Regions from separate parts of the Sus scrofa genome. Here regions 1, 2, 4 and 5 are each linked to region 3. The links are chromatin contacts, called in public Hi-C, HiChIP or PLAC-seq and promoter capture Hi-C maps. All regions are on one chromosome and are shown on one strand. Each heading gives the region's core, a stretch centred on a gene start, on an enhancer-like site or on the middle of the called end of the contact. The rest is flanking DNA. Distances are from core to core; before and after follow the strand shown.

The links. Promoter capture Hi-C pulls out the DNA fragments that hold promoters and counts their contacts. A called contact is a pair of places that touch in the nucleus more often than the background predicts. HiChIP or PLAC-seq counts read pairs in DNA pulled down with a chosen protein or histone mark.
Region 1: a contact with region 3 is called in a Hi-C map of embryonic fibroblasts, with 2.3 times the contacts expected there. The contact joins the promoter of SUMO2 here to the promoter of TSEN54 in region 3. A contact is called at or near these places in 2 of 5 promoter capture datasets (fetal liver and liver), 4 of 47 Hi-C or Micro-C datasets (alveolar macrophages, embryonic fibroblasts, liver and 1 more) and 1 of 2 datasets of contacts at active chromatin or transcription factors (alveolar macrophages).
Region 2: a promoter capture Hi-C map of liver shows a contact between it and region 3, with 5 times the contacts expected there. The contact joins the promoter of LOC110255970 here to the promoter of TSEN54 in region 3. A contact is called at or near these places in 1 of 5 promoter capture datasets (liver) and 1 of 47 Hi-C or Micro-C datasets (embryonic fibroblasts).
Region 4: a Hi-C map of skeletal muscle shows a contact between it and region 3, with 3 times the contacts expected there. The contact joins the promoter of ARMC7 here to the promoter of TSEN54 in region 3. A contact is called at or near these places in 1 of 5 promoter capture datasets (liver), 11 of 47 Hi-C or Micro-C datasets (alveolar macrophages, embryonic fibroblasts, epiblast stem cells and 8 more) and 2 of 2 datasets of contacts at active chromatin or transcription factors (alveolar macrophages and skeletal muscle).
Region 5: an H3K27ac HiChIP or PLAC-seq map of alveolar macrophages shows a contact between it and region 3. The contact joins the promoter of JPT1 here to the promoter of TSEN54 in region 3.

The regions. Positions count from the first base shown.
Region 1 is chr12:6,115,424-6,118,123 of Sscrofa11.1, reverse strand. It overlaps SUMO2 (small ubiquitin-like modifier 2), which reads right to left and starts at 1,430. Exons shown (of 4, transcript NM_213984.1): 1 at 1,324-1,430. The coding sequence starts at 1,344.
Region 2 is chr12:6,225,078-6,227,777 of Sscrofa11.1, reverse strand. LOC110255970 (tripartite motif-containing protein 47-like) reads left to right here and starts at 1,386. Exons shown (of 4, transcript XM_021066665.1): 1 at 1,386-1,491. The coding sequence starts at 1,467. KCTD2 (BTB/POZ domain-containing protein KCTD2) reads left to right here. Exons shown (of 6, transcript XM_021066666.1): 6 at 1-1,398.
Region 3 is chr12:5,854,359-5,857,077 of Sscrofa11.1, reverse strand. It overlaps TSEN54 (tRNA-splicing endonuclease subunit Sen54), which reads left to right and starts at 1,287. Exons shown (of 12, transcript XM_021066651.1): 1 at 1,287-1,375; 2 at 1,495-2,117; 3 at 2,454-2,618; 4 at 2,716-2,719. It overlaps CASKIN2 (caskin-2), which reads right to left and starts at 1,204. Exons shown (of 20, transcript XM_021066645.1): 1 at 978-1,204.
Region 4 is chr12:6,181,829-6,184,528 of Sscrofa11.1, reverse strand. ARMC7 (armadillo repeat containing 7) reads left to right here and starts at 1,447. Exons shown (of 3, transcript NM_001243806.1): 1 at 1,447-1,844; 2 at 1,938-2,081. The coding sequence starts at 1,754.
Region 5 is chr12:6,138,221-6,140,920 of Sscrofa11.1, reverse strand. JPT1 (Jupiter microtubule associated homolog 1) reads right to left here and starts at 1,408. Exons shown (of 5, transcript NM_001048069.1): 1 at 1,324-1,408. The coding sequence starts at 1,379.

The DNA of each region.
Region 1 (2,700 bases), core at 181-2,680, 260 kb before region 3:
AATGCCCTCTTGAATCTGAGTTTTTTTAATGACATATTTCATATCTCTCAGAATATACCTTTCCTCTAAAAAGATTAAAAACAAGCATCGTCTCTCTTCAAAGTACTTAAGAGTACAGAATGCAAGAAAAAAATCTAGAGCTTGCAATTCAAAACTCTAAGACGACTCTGTTAAAAAGTTACCAAATTCAGTTTAATAACAAACCTCAAAGTAGATTTAAAAAAAAAACCACCTTAATTGAAGAATATCCTTTGATTCTCTTCGAAGCAACGGTAATAACTCAGAACCACTATTATTGTTCGCCTCTACGAGCAGCTTCATTTTTGTTTATTTTTAGTTGGGAGCTTATTCTCCCCTCCCCTTTGTTGTCATGAGTCAAATGCTGTTATATTGCAAGTCTTCCTTGTAGATTTCGACCCAATCTGAAGTTTACCAAAATCAAGTATAGAAGGAACTCTGTTGCCCTTAAATCTCTTCAGAAGGGAGGCGGTGTCACAAAACAAACTCAAAGAAAGTAGCCCGTGTGCCAGGAAGAAGTGTGTGCCCTAGTCCTCCAGGGAGAAGCCTCCCAGCGCCTCAAAACCCGCGTTTAAAAAGTTAAGCCCTACAAAGTCTCTCTGCTCGTACATCTGCCTCCAACTTCTCAAAACCACATGGTCTCGGCAGCTTAGGGGTTATCTAGGACCCAAGGAAAAGCCCCTGCCCAGCCTCACCAAAAAAGTGGGAAATACTCCCCGGGAATCCCCAATCCCCGGCCCCTCACGACGGCCAGACGGGCATCCGGCTTCCAACCCATCGGCTGCTCATTGATTCGCCCCGAGCCTTCACCCGGCCAGGGCGGCCCGGGGCAGGGGTCCCCAGATGCCCGCGGCCCCGACCCCTGAGGGGGGAAGCCCGGGGCGGAGGGAACTCCCCGCCACCACCGAGGCGGCAACACCCGCCGCGGCCCGGCGCAGGGTCCGCGGAGGGTGGGGACACCGCGCGCCCTAACGCCCCTCGTCACGCGCGCCCGCCCGGCCGGGCCCGAGAAGCCCCGCTCGCGGCCGGTGGGCCCGCGGGCGTCCGCGATTTGCCCGCCCAACTCGCGCCCGGCGCGCACTCCGAGGCGGCCGGGGGCGGGGGAGGGCGGCGGGGCCTCCTCCGGCGCGGGAGGGAGGAAGAGGGGAGGGAGGAAAATGGCGCGGAGCGCCGGGGCCTGAGCCGCGGCCGCCCCGTGGGGGGCCCGGGAAGGCGCGGGGAGCCCGCGGCGGGCTCGGGCCGGACCCCGGCCCGCACCGTGACCCCGGCCGCGCGGCGAGGCGAGGAGGCCGGCGCCGAGCTCACCTTGGGCTTTTCGTCGGCCATGGCGAGCGCCGGAGTCTCCTCAGCTGCCGCTTCACAAAAGAGGTACCAGGTCCGCACCGAACGAGCACACAAGCAGCACCAGGAGCGGCAGAAGAAGGAGGCGGCAGCGGTGGAGGAGGGAGAGGGCGCGCGCACGTCGTGCGCTCCCTCCCCCCACCCTGCGTGCGCGAGCACGAGCCTCCGCAGCTTCTCATTGGTTGCCGCCTCGCGGGAGCGCGCAACGCTTACATAACCACCCCCACCCCCCGCCCCGCGCCGCCCTGGCCTGAGCCCGGCGCCCGCCAGGCCGGCGGGAAGAGGCGCGGACACGCGCACCCGGCCCGCCGCGGGGGCGCGCCTGGCTCTGGGCGGGGCTGTATTGTCCTCCTCCTGTGGTGGAGCTTAATCAAAATGGCTTCCAGCTGGTCCTCGGTGGGGACGAGGAGGCTTGAGGCCTAGACGTGAGGCACAAGCCGGGGAAGGCAGGCTGCCTAGACGAGGAAAGGGGAGCCTAAATCAGAGCCCAGCATGAAGTTCTGGGAAAAAAAAACCCTCTCAATCGGTGGCCCAGATGCAGTTTTCCTCAGGGTCAGAGGGACATCCCACTTCCAGCCAGCCTCTCATCCCTCGAATCTTAAATCCTCAGCCTCAACCCGCTTCCCACCGGGCTCTTGCCTTAGGGCCGTGACTACTTCCGTCGTGCTGGAAACCTTATACTTAGACTAGCTGAGGGGAAAGGTTCCTCCTACAGACTCCTTACGCATAGCCTGGCTTCCAACCTCCAAGAGGCCACAGAATCCGGAGAGAGAGGTACCCATTACCAAGGTTCCAAACCAGGCCATCGTTTCCTCCATCCATCTGGCTCAGAAATGGAAGTAGGTCCTTCCTGTCCTAGGAACAATCCTGACATTTGTGCCTTGGATCTCTCCTGCTCCTCTCAGAAGTTCGATTATTTCCTTTCTCTTGTATTTTCTTCCACTCCTACATTAGAATAGAAAAAGACTCAGAGAATTCCCATCTTCGCTCGGCAGAAACAAACCCGACTAGCATCCATGTGGACACAGGTTTGATCCCTGGCCTTGCTCTGTGGGTGTTGCCACGAGCTGTGGTGTAGGTCGAAGATGGGGCTCGGATCTGGAGTTGCTGTGGCTGTGGTGTAGGCTGGCGGCTGTAGCTCCCATTCGACCCCTGGCCTGGAAACCTCCATATGCCACCGGTGCAGCCCTTAAAAAAAAAAAAAAAAAAAAAGGACCAAAAAAAAGAAAAGAAAAAGACTGTCAATTCTAGTTCCTTCTGAAGTTATCGCCATATCTCTCTCCATTCTTGGCCAAACATCTTGAAAAATGTCCACTCCAGCTGTCTCCCCCCCCCTCACCT
Region 2 (2,700 bases), core at 137-2,636, 370 kb before region 3:
AAGCCCCCTTCGGCCCGTGGCTCCGGGGCCCCTTCAGAGCTGAGGTTCTCTCTGCTCCACAGCTTGACTGCTTACTGCGTGGCTCTGGGGTGGTGGCTTTTTGAAAGTGACTGTCGACTGTGCCAAATGTCTTTTGAGCCTATACCATCCTCCTGCCCAGATGGCATAACTTCTCCGGGATTCTCACGTTGCCCTCACCTCCCGTGAAGAGTAGGGTAGAAGAGTGTGCCCAGGGTGTGTGCTGACGACACGCCGTGTCTACACACCAGCCTGAACGTGCTTGTGGGCACCTCAGCAGTCCGGCCCTTGCCCAGGATGTTTACAGCTATAAGATGTTAGAGGAACTTGACCTGCGTCCCATCAGAAAGATTGCAGGCCTCCATCCTGTCATCTTTCAAGAAGAAAAAAGATTTGAGTGTGTCAAGGAAAAGCTGCTCTGACCGAGGAGGACAGAGGATGAGAAGCCAGATGTCCTTTGGCCACTTTGAATAAGTAACACCCGCCTGCGAAGAAGGGAAGCCATGTCACCTGGGGCCTCGGGCCCCATCAGGTTTGCTTTCCTGGGACTTGTTGATAATCAGCCTCTGGTCCCAAGCCAGCGAGGAGCGCAGAGGGCTGCGGGGCAGCTGTGATCCAGGCTACATGATGCGTAGTTACTTTCCTCGAGCTTCTCAGGCCCACGGTGGATCCTGGGCAAAGACTGCTGAGCCCCTTGCTAATAAGCGTGCTGAGAAACTAGATGCTGGCTTTGACCAAGCTCCCTCCTCCCGGCCTCCTTCAGCGCCCCAGGGAATTGGAAGGTGATTCTTTTCTTAAGGTTTCTGGAAAAGTATCTTATCCACGCCCTTGATGAGCCAAGTTGGTGTCTCTTCTTGAAAGCCTTCTCCCTCCAGGAGAGGCCGGCCGATACCTCCACGGAGAGGTCTGACCGGCAGCTTGGGGGTGTCATGTGACCAGGGACCCACACTCTCCGGTCGCCCAGTCCTGCCACAAGGGGAGTGTCACTGCTCCTCCTCCTCTGCCCAGGTCGGAGGCCAGGCCCAGGGAGCAGCCTGGCACCTCCTGAGTGATGACACAGTAGCACGCTTCCGTCTTTTCCTCAGAACCTGCTCTTCTTTGCTGGCAGTGAGGCAGGGTCCAGCCTCCTCTAGGGCGACTTTGTTTCTGCAGTTTCAGCTGATCTCAGGGGCGTCGGGGAGTGTAGAGGAGGAAGGGGCAGCGCTGCTGAGCAGTAGCCTCACCCACACCCTCCAGCATGGCCTTTGATCCCGACCTTTGGGACCATGCCTGTCACTTGTGGGTGCCCTTTGTTACCATGTGTGTGTTTGAATAAAGTCTAAAATGCTGTGACCCTTTTTCTTTCCTCCTGTCAATAAAGACATAAAACAAACTTCTGCATCTTGAAACCTTTGGTGTATGTTTTCCACGACTGCAGTCTCCTTGGTGTCTCCTGGCCCTTACTGTCGATGATTCTCAAGCTGTTCTCAGCAGGTGAGTGTCACTGCACCCCTTCCAGCAGGGCGTCTTACACAGTCCTCCTCTCTCCTGCTGCTAACACTGCCTGAGGGGGTGCGGGGCCCTCTTCCTCCTGGCTTTCACTTCACCGAATCTGAAAGGACCCAGAGAGTGCCGAGAACCAGAAGGTGGGGACAGATGGGCCTCCCACTGCAGAGCCCAGAGCCCGAAAGGGATGGGAGGAGTTTGAGATGGTTTTTAAGGGAAAAAAGTCTTCTGGGAGGAAATGTTCTCTGCAAGGAAGAGGATGAGTAGGAAATGTGATGATCAAGTAACCAATGACTTCGGTATGGATCACTGAGGCACCAGACAGGTATAGGACCCACAGAAGGCGTTAGGTCATCCCTGCTGCAGGTGCTTCCAGCTGGGGAGCTGGCTGTACCCCCAAAGGTGGCGAGCAAGGTATGTGGCTCCAAAGGGAGAGCACAGCACTTGTGAACAGGCAGTGTAGAAAGGAGCGGGCCCAGGGGACACAAGTGTCACAGATGTGGTCCTAGGACATAGTTCTTGCTACCAAGACTGGGGAGCAAAGGGAAGAGGTTGGCGTCACTAAAGGTGGAGGGGTTCCCTTCATGGCTCAGCAGAAACGATTCTGACTAGTTTCCATGAGGACACGGGTTCGATCCCTGGCCTTGCTCAGTGGATTAAGGATGCAGTGTTACCATGAGCTGTGGTGTGGGTTGCAGATGCGGCTGAGATCCCATGTCACTGTGGCTGTGGCGTAGGCCGATGGCTACAGCTCCATTTAGACTCCTAGCCTGGGAACCATCATATGCTGTGGGCTCGGCCCTAAAAAGACAAAAAAAAAAAAAAAAAAAAAAGGTGGAAGCTCAGAGGAGGGTCCCTGTGCAGAGAGGCTGCCGTCTCAGGGTGCAGTGAGGCTGGTTCTGGAAGTGTGGAAAGCTGCAAATGAACCACACCGCTGGAACCAGCTACTGCTGCCAGCTATACTGCTGAGGTTTCTCTGATCACAGGAAGGGGCAGGTCTCCTTTTTCCCTCTGGCCTTGCGGTTTCCCTCTCGTGTTCCCTACAACAGCTTCCAAGCCCCAGCAGCACGGGGCAGTCTGGCTGGGGTGGGGCTGAGAGGTTATAGCAATAACCAGCTCCGCCACCTCCATGGCTGCTCAGCATCCATAAATACGCTTCTGTATAGGAACTTCATACAATGACGAGAAGAATTTCGT
Region 3 (2,719 bases), core at 38-2,537:
CTGGGAGGGGGAGGTTGAGTCACTGAGGCCCCAGGGCACCTGGCAGCACCTCAACCTGGGGCAGGAGGGGCCCTGGCAGCACGACACATTGGGGTAGGCGGGGCCAGCAGCCTGTTCTCCACAGCCCCGGGCACTGACACCCACAGACAACTGGTGGGCCAGAAGGTGGGGCCTGGCAGAAGGTCAGGCGCAGGCAGCCCGGCCCGTGGTCACTCCCTGTGGAAGGCGCCTGCCCCCAGACCCCTCCCTCTCTAAGCTTTGCTGTAATAGCTGGATGCCCTTGCCCCAGGGCTCTTCATGAATCTAGAGGGTGGAGTGGGAGCTACGGCTCTCCATCTCTGGCCGAGGGTCTGCCTGCAGGACAGGGAGGCTTTCCGGCACCTGTTGCTGACCCTTGCGCGGGATGGGGAAGCAGCTGGGCAGAGAACAGAGATAAGAGCTGGGGCACCGCTGGTAAATGAGGCTGCCTGGCCCCCCCCAAGCCTGAATCTGTGGCCCAGAGCCCCGACTTCACTTTAGAAAAGCTTACGTCAGTTCCTCAGTGGCCATGAATTTGCTGCCCAAGTCCTGTGGCATGAGCCCCGTGCAGGCCTGGGGCCCTAGCTGGGGTCGCCCTTCCTCCCAAAATGTCCCAAGCCCAACCCAGAGGGCACTCCAGCTCAAGGCCCGAGGCCGACATTGGGGGAGGGCGCCCCTGGCAGTGCCTGGGGTCGGGCTGGCTCCCCCGCCCCCCGGAATGCCAGTCCAGCGCCGCGCAACCCCCCCAACCCAGCCCAGCTCCAGCCGACCGGGGAACAAAGCGGCGGGAGGGACCGGGAGGGCCAAGTGCCGGAGGGATTGATGCGGGAGGACGGGATAGGGGCGCGAAAAGGACAGAAGGAGCCGACAGATGTAGGCGCCCGCCGATCCCGCAGGAAAAGTTAGTTTGTACCCGCCCTCAAGGGTGCTGACCCCCAGCTCAGACCCCGCCGTCTCACCTCTCCAGCCGCCCCGCTGGGGGTCCGGCTGGTCCCGCTCGGTCCCTGGCACTCCGGACGGCGGCTCCCACTGCCCCCCTTACCCCTTTTCTCCTTCTTCTCCTCCTTTTCCAAGGCCGGCTCGGCGCCTCCCGCAGGAAATCCCGCCCCTCCCCCTTCCCTCCCGCCGGATCGGGAGCGGAGGGATCGTCCCGGCCGCGCAGTCGGGCTGTCAGTCAGTGCCTGGGGCCCCGCCCCGAGCCGCCCAGGCCCCGCCCCCATCACTCGGGTCCGGACCTTGGACACTGCCTCGCTCAGCGCATGCGCCCAGGTGAAGCGGCGGGGGTGGGGACGAGAGTACGCTGCGTCCCGGCTGTTGGAGCAGGGGCGATCTGGGGCTCTAGGGTTCAGACTGAAGGGTGAGGTGCCCTGTTTGTGACGGGCGGGAGGGAAGACATGATGCGAAGGGGTCTGGGAACCGAGACCCAGGAATCTCACTTGGGAAATCCCCCTTCCCTTTTGCCCCTCGCCCCTCCAGGGACCGCCGCGGCGACCTCTGCCCGCGAGGCCAGAATAGCAGACCAACAACCGCTGGTTGGAGCAATGGTGCCACCTAGCGGCCCGTGTCGGAGCGGCCCGTGGTGGCGGCGGCGGGGACCCCAGCTTCGAGGAGGTGCCTATGACCATCTATGGTGGCGCTTCAGCACCATCGTGGGTCGGACAGCGGCCTCCCGCCCCCGGCCCTGAAAACATAGTTTCCGAGCCCTTAGGAAGAGACCCAACGGAAGACCCTGAAGGAACACCGAACCTCCCTAGATCGCATCTGACAGCCCTCGGCGGCCTCCAGTTTGTGAAGCTGGAATTCGGGAACCTAGCACTCGCCCATCTCTACACCCCTCTTCTTCCCTCCCTGTCCCAATGGGTGATGGGGACTAAGCAGCTCAGGGCTGCGGAGGGGAAGATCATGAATTTGACTCTTCATAGCACACTTTCAAACGTCAGGCTCCGCAAGTTTTACTAGAGAGGAGCCCAGAGGAGGGCTGGGGATCGGAGAGATGGTCCTAACAAATCCAGAAACCTGCAAGCTCTCCGCCTCCGGAATCGAGCCCCATGTCTGTTGGCAGGCGCTAGGACCCAGGACACCAGGAAGGTGGAAAGCAGGTGGGTTGATCTGGAGCGCGGAGGAGCAGAGGTCGGATTGGCGGGCGCTAGGGCCGCGCGGAGTTCCGGCGGTGGGCGGGGCATGGGCGGCGCGCGCGCGCGCGCGCGCAGCTGCAGACGGCGGCCCGATGGAGCCCGAACCTGGGTCCGCCGAGGTGGAGGTTCCTCCCGGGCGCGTGCTCAGGTGCGGCGCGGCGCGGCCCGGCCCGGGGGAGGCGCCGGGACCGCAGGGTGGGCGCAGGGAAGGAGATGGGCACCCAGGACGGGGATCCCGGCCAGGGCCGAGCGGTCCCGACTGCGTGGCGCTAACCCCGCGTCCCTTCTTGCTTTCCCCAGTGTGCCGGAGCTCTTCGCCGCCCGCTCGCGGCCCCAGAAGCTGCCCCAGCGCTCGCATGGCCCCAAGGACTTCCTTCCCGACGGCTCGGCGGCCCAGGCTGAGCGGCTGCGCTTGTGCCGCGAGGAGCTCTGGCAGCTGCTGGCGGAGGAGCGCGTGGAGCGCCTGTGAGGGGGGCGGGCCGGGCCGGGGGCGGAGCCGGGCGGACGGACCGGGTCGACTAAGCCCGCAGATTGAGACGGCCCCCTCCCCACTCCTTGCCAGGGGC
Region 4 (2,700 bases), core at 198-2,697, 330 kb before region 3:
TCCAGCCAGAAGCAGAGAAGCCCCCTTGGCCGCCCTGGGCTAACATGCACTTCTCTGGGCCGCATCAGCTCCCTTCACAAGCTGAGGGGCCTGGGACCACCACCCTTCAAGAAGGAGCGGGGGCCCAAGCATCCAGACTACGGTCAAAACTCTTGGCCTGGGGTGTGTGCATAGGGCAGGGGCTTATCACAAGGACCTGAGACCACAGAGGGGCTCCCAGTGGGGCTGTGGCAGGCTGGAGTATGGCAGCCACTCTGCCCTCATGCCAGGCCCAGGGCCAAAGGCCCATGGCCCTTGCCCTCAGGAAGCTCACAGAAGAGTTCCCTAGTGGCTCAGCTAGTTAATGACCCAGTGTTGTCATGGCTTGGGTTGCTGCTGTGGTGCAGGTTCCATCCAAAAAAAAAAAAAAAAAAGCCAGCTTGGGAGTTCCCCTCATGGCGCAGCAGAAATGAATCCAACTAGGAACTATGAGGTTTCAGGTTCCATCCCTGCCCTTGCTCAGTGGGTTAAGGATCTGGCGTTGCAGAGAGCTGTGGTGTAGGTTGCAGATGCAGCTCAGATCCTGCTTTGCTGGGGCTGTGGTGTAGGCTGGCAGCTGTAGCCCTGATTGGACCCCTAGCCTGGGAAACTCCATATGCCTCGGGTGCGGCCCTAAAATTAAAAAAAAGCAAATAAACGCAAAAAGAAATTTTTTCTTAAAAGCAAAACAAAATAGCGCACAGCCCAAGCCTCTTTTATCCACCCATTTTCAAGCATGACTAGAGTGCGAGAAGCCACCTTCCTCCCTGGTGCTCTGTCCTCTGCGCCTGTGAGGTCTGTCTGGCTCCACAACCCAGAAAGCCGCCAGAGCGGTGCACTGAGGCTCCTTCTAGGGCCTGATGGTGCTGCCCCTGGTGCTCCCCGTCCACTTGGCTGACAAAATGCCTTAGGACATTACCCAGTTCCTGAGGTTTCTGGCCAGAGGTGGCAGACTTAGCACGAGTTTGGGAAGCAGAGGGTGCCAGGAAAAGCCGGCCACAAGGTAGTGTTAAAGGACCTACATGGAGGACACTGGGAGCCAGAGTTGCAGAGGACAGACACCCGAGTTCCAGAGGAGCGTCCCTTGCTCCAGAAGGCTGGGCTGCGCCCCCCTCAAGTGCAGAAGTATCTGGAAGTGCTTCTGCCTCGACAGTTCTCCCGTGGGTGTCCCTACACCCCCGCCACCTCTAAGCTCTTAAAGGCTCTGGCCGCGCTCCTCAGTGCTTCCACAACCTTCCAGGATCGCCGGCCAGGCGGATCGCCAGCCAGGCGGATCGCCCTCATCTGGAGCTGAGAAGCAGCAAGCGTTCCGCGCAAGCCCTCTAAGCTCTGCGAGGGCCCCGCCCCTCGCCCCCTTCGACCCGCCCCTTCCGCCCAGGGGCGGGACTAGGCGCGGCTTCTCCCGGAAATCCGGAACCTGGAAGAAAACCGAGCTCTGCCGGGCGCTGCTCCTGCTCCTCTCTTCCACAGCGGGCGGTTGTGTGCTTGTCTCCTGCGCCCGTCCTTAGATTTTCCACTCCTAACTCTTACGGAGTCCTGAATCCCCATCCCATTTCCCACACCCCAGTTTCAGCTGCAAATTACCGCAGAGCCTAAAGCCAGGAGAGGAGCCCGTTTCCCGCCCCAGTCCTCCCCTCCCCGGGCCGGTGGAGACCCGGGTAAGATTCTCGCCCCGCTTTCCGGCCTCACCTTCCACACACCTGCCGTTCCCTCGGGGGCCCTCCGCCGCCCGACCATGGCCCAGAAGCCGAAGGTAGACCCTCACGTCGGCCGGCTAGGATATCTTCAGGCGCTGGTCACGGAATTCCAGGAGACAGAGAGCCAAGGTGAGAGCGGCGGCGGGGGGAGCAGGGCGGGGGCAGGGGTCCGGCCACCGCCGCCGCCCCAGACCTGGTTCCAATGCTGCTTTTCCACTGCAGACGCCAAGGAGCAAGTACTGGCCAACCTCGCTAACTTCGCCTATGACCCCAGTAATTACCAGTATCTGCGGCAGCTGCAGGTCCTGGATTTATTCCTCGATTCACTGTCGGAAGAGAATGAAACCCTGGTGGAGTTTGCTATTGGTAAGGATGGGGTGCAACTCCTAGATGCCTGATGGGCTTTAATGAGGTCAGTGAGTTAGAAGTGAGTTTGGGAGAAAGGAATCTTAAGCAGTCCCTCAGCTGCGAAGCACTCATTCTGCGTGCCTGTCTGCGCTGCTTGCTTACAGGTGTGTGCATAAATGAGGAAATGGATTGAAGGCCGGTGCGGTCGGGAGGGGGGAGTGGAGTGCTCTTTTTAAACAGCTTTATCTTCATGTTTTAATATCCAGAGAAGTAGAGGTGACTTGGAATGGCTTATGCCTAGGACCTATCGAACTATTCGCTGGACAGGTATTATGGGGCATGTACTGTGTGATTAAGGTATTGTTCTAAATGCTGGGAAGATGGCAAGCAGGTTGGGGAAAAGGTCTTTGCCCTCGAGGAATTTACACTCTGGTAGAGGGAGACAGGTGTTTGAACAAAAGCTGAGGCTCTGAAGAAAATAAACAGGCTGATGAGGTGGAGCAAGGGGAGGTAGACACTCCTTTTGTTTTGGCCATCGTGGGAAGGCGGTCTCGGCAGAGGCACAGCATGGGCCCAGACCCTTAAGCGGGAGGAGGCAGAAGGAAAGGCTGATGTGGTGGGACTGTGGTGAATGAAG
Region 5 (2,700 bases), core at 159-2,658, 280 kb before region 3:
TGAAAAGGGATGTCATTTCTAACTCTCCTTCCTAAGACTCACTGCAGAGCCTGCTTTTTGTCCCCAAGCTGTCCAACTCCTGGGAGACACTGCTATTTCACGGCTGTCTTCTTAGCCCCACAAAATGGCTCCCTTTGTGCCACCTGCCCAGGACCCCAAAGCTGGCCACACATGACTGCGAGTCATGATCAATAAAGAGATGCTCAGAAAAAGTGGAATCTAAGCTTCCTCCATGCCTTGAGCAGGATCCCAGAGATGCCTTTATCCCACCTTAAAAAACAGCGTGCATGCAATTAGCCAAGACAATGTGGACATTCCCCACCGCATCCAAACCCTTCCGCCAAGTTAGGCAAGGGCTTGGAAAAGGGTCCCAGTTCAAACACCGTGCCCAGGGCCCTCTTCGACAAATGCAGTGGCAAGAGTGACCAGAAAGGCCCCGGATACGCAGGTGGAGATAGTACGGAAGAGACAATGGATGTCTCCGGCCCCGCCCAAGAACAGAAAACCTCTTCCTGCAAGCAAACCAGGGCCAGAGATGAACTCATTTGGCAAACGTCAAACGGGGAAGGCAAAGAGGTGGGATGCAAAGACCGAGGTCCGAAGGTTTGAGCGCAGAAAACCCACTCGGAGCGACTCGCTCCCCCTCCCGTTCAGAGGTGGGCGCGCGAGGGGAAGGAGCAGGGGTCTTTTCTTTGTTAGCAAAGGAGAGGCACTTCGCGGAGGGCTGACGGCTGGGTCCTGAATAGGGGTGGCGGTCGCGATGACCGGCCCCGCCCGAACACAAATGCTACATGCCATGCGGACCCGAGTGGGTAGGAGCTCGACAGACCCGATCACTGCGGCTGCGGATCTGACCATCACGCCGGGCGCAGGGCCGCCACCTGCCCTGGGCCAGAGTCACGAGCGCGTGGCCAGGAATGGGACAATGGGCACGGATCGAGGTGCCCCGCGAGCTACCCAGGCACCCGGAGCCCAAGACCACCTCCCCGGGGCCAGGCAGGCCACGCCGCAAAGAGGAAAAAGCGAACCCTCTCGGCACGTTCGTATTGGCAAAAAAAACCTCCGCGCCCTGAGCGCGAGCGGCCCCAGCCCTTCACAGCCCCTCGCTCCGGGGGAGGAATGAATGGGAGAGGAGCAGGAATCGGGCGGGGCCGGCGCGCTGGACTCGCCGGAGGCACAAAGGCGACGCCGGTAGCCGAGCCCCACCGCCGAGCTGGGAAGGAGCGCAACGCCTGGAGCACGTTACAGCCAACGACCGGCCGCCAGACCCGCCCGGCCCCCTTGGGCAGCGGCCCTCCAGCCCAATGAGCCCCGCCGCCTCACCGGGAGCTATTCCTGCTGTTGGGGTCGACGCCCTTGAAGGTGGTGGTGGTGGTCATGGCGCCAAGGAGCGAGGTAGCGAGCGAGAGAGCAGAACGCCGAAAGGGTCAGGTCTGAGGAGCGTAGGGTAGCTCCCCAGCCCAAAGCCGGCAACCGCTGCAGGAACCTCCGCCACCGACAGCCCGCTGGGTCGCCGCCTTTATAGGGCCTCCAAGCCCCGCCCCTGCCCCGACATCATTGGCCGATTCAAATGGACCTGTAAGCTTCCATTGGTCCCTGGGAGTGCCAAACACCCTGCGGCGTCCCGACAGGCCGAGGCTGCTCCTGCTCAGCCTAAACCCGCCTCCTTCCTGGCCAGAGAAGAGCTAGGGACGTTTCCCCTCCCCCACCCCCAAATCTCGGTGATGATTGGATAAAGGACAAACCTGCCCCGCGCACGGTACAAGTTGTGCTCCCTGTCACTTAAAAAAGTTACCTGATAAAGCGAAAAGCTCGCTGTGTGCGAGTTGAAATCCGCAAGCCGAGGGCAAATTTATCTTTCATTTATTTGCCTTTCTCAAGGTGGGTAGCAAGGTCATGCTCCCCAAGGGATGAAAATTACTGCTACACATTGACATGTATACAACTGAATACCTACTAAGTGTCCTGTTTGGAAACCTGACAGTCCCAAAGCAGCAGCACTATGAGTCAGCAACAGAAAGCACGCGAAGATGATCCCTTCTAAAACGATTGGAAATTCTTTACATTTTACTGTTACTCTTTAGCTGTAATGGGTGGTGCATACACTAGACCAAAATTACAGTCGTTCCGATCTGAGGACCTGTGCTTAATAAGTCTGGTTAACGCCCGGCTTTGGGGAATGGCCACATCCCTTACTGCTAAGACTATGGAAGCACCCCAGGCCTCTGCAGCTGTTTATAACCCTTAAGTCATGACTCTTCCACCTGTCTGGCTAAATCTATCCCTGCAACAAATGCAGACACACTTGGAGGGTTCAGGAATGACTGTTTACAAGATCATAATAGGAAAGTCTTGGGCAAACAAGGGGGTAGGCCTTCCCCGTCATGCCGATTACTCAAGGCAGATCTCTATTTCAGTATTTCCATAAGTGAACTACATTCCTTTTTGTGTGGCCGCCTCCTAGACGTTCATGAAAAGCCAAAGACAAGTTCTTCTCTTCTATAAGGCAGGATCATGTCTTTAAGGGCTTACCACAAAAGCTTGAAGCACACACTTGTTTGGATTAAAGTCTCCCCCTTGTTAAAGGCTAAGCCTAAATTTCCAAAACCTTAAAACAAACAAACAAAACAAACCTCTTCAGGCCAACCCAGCATGCATCCCCGGCTCAAAAATCATATCATTATTGGGAGTTCCTCTTGT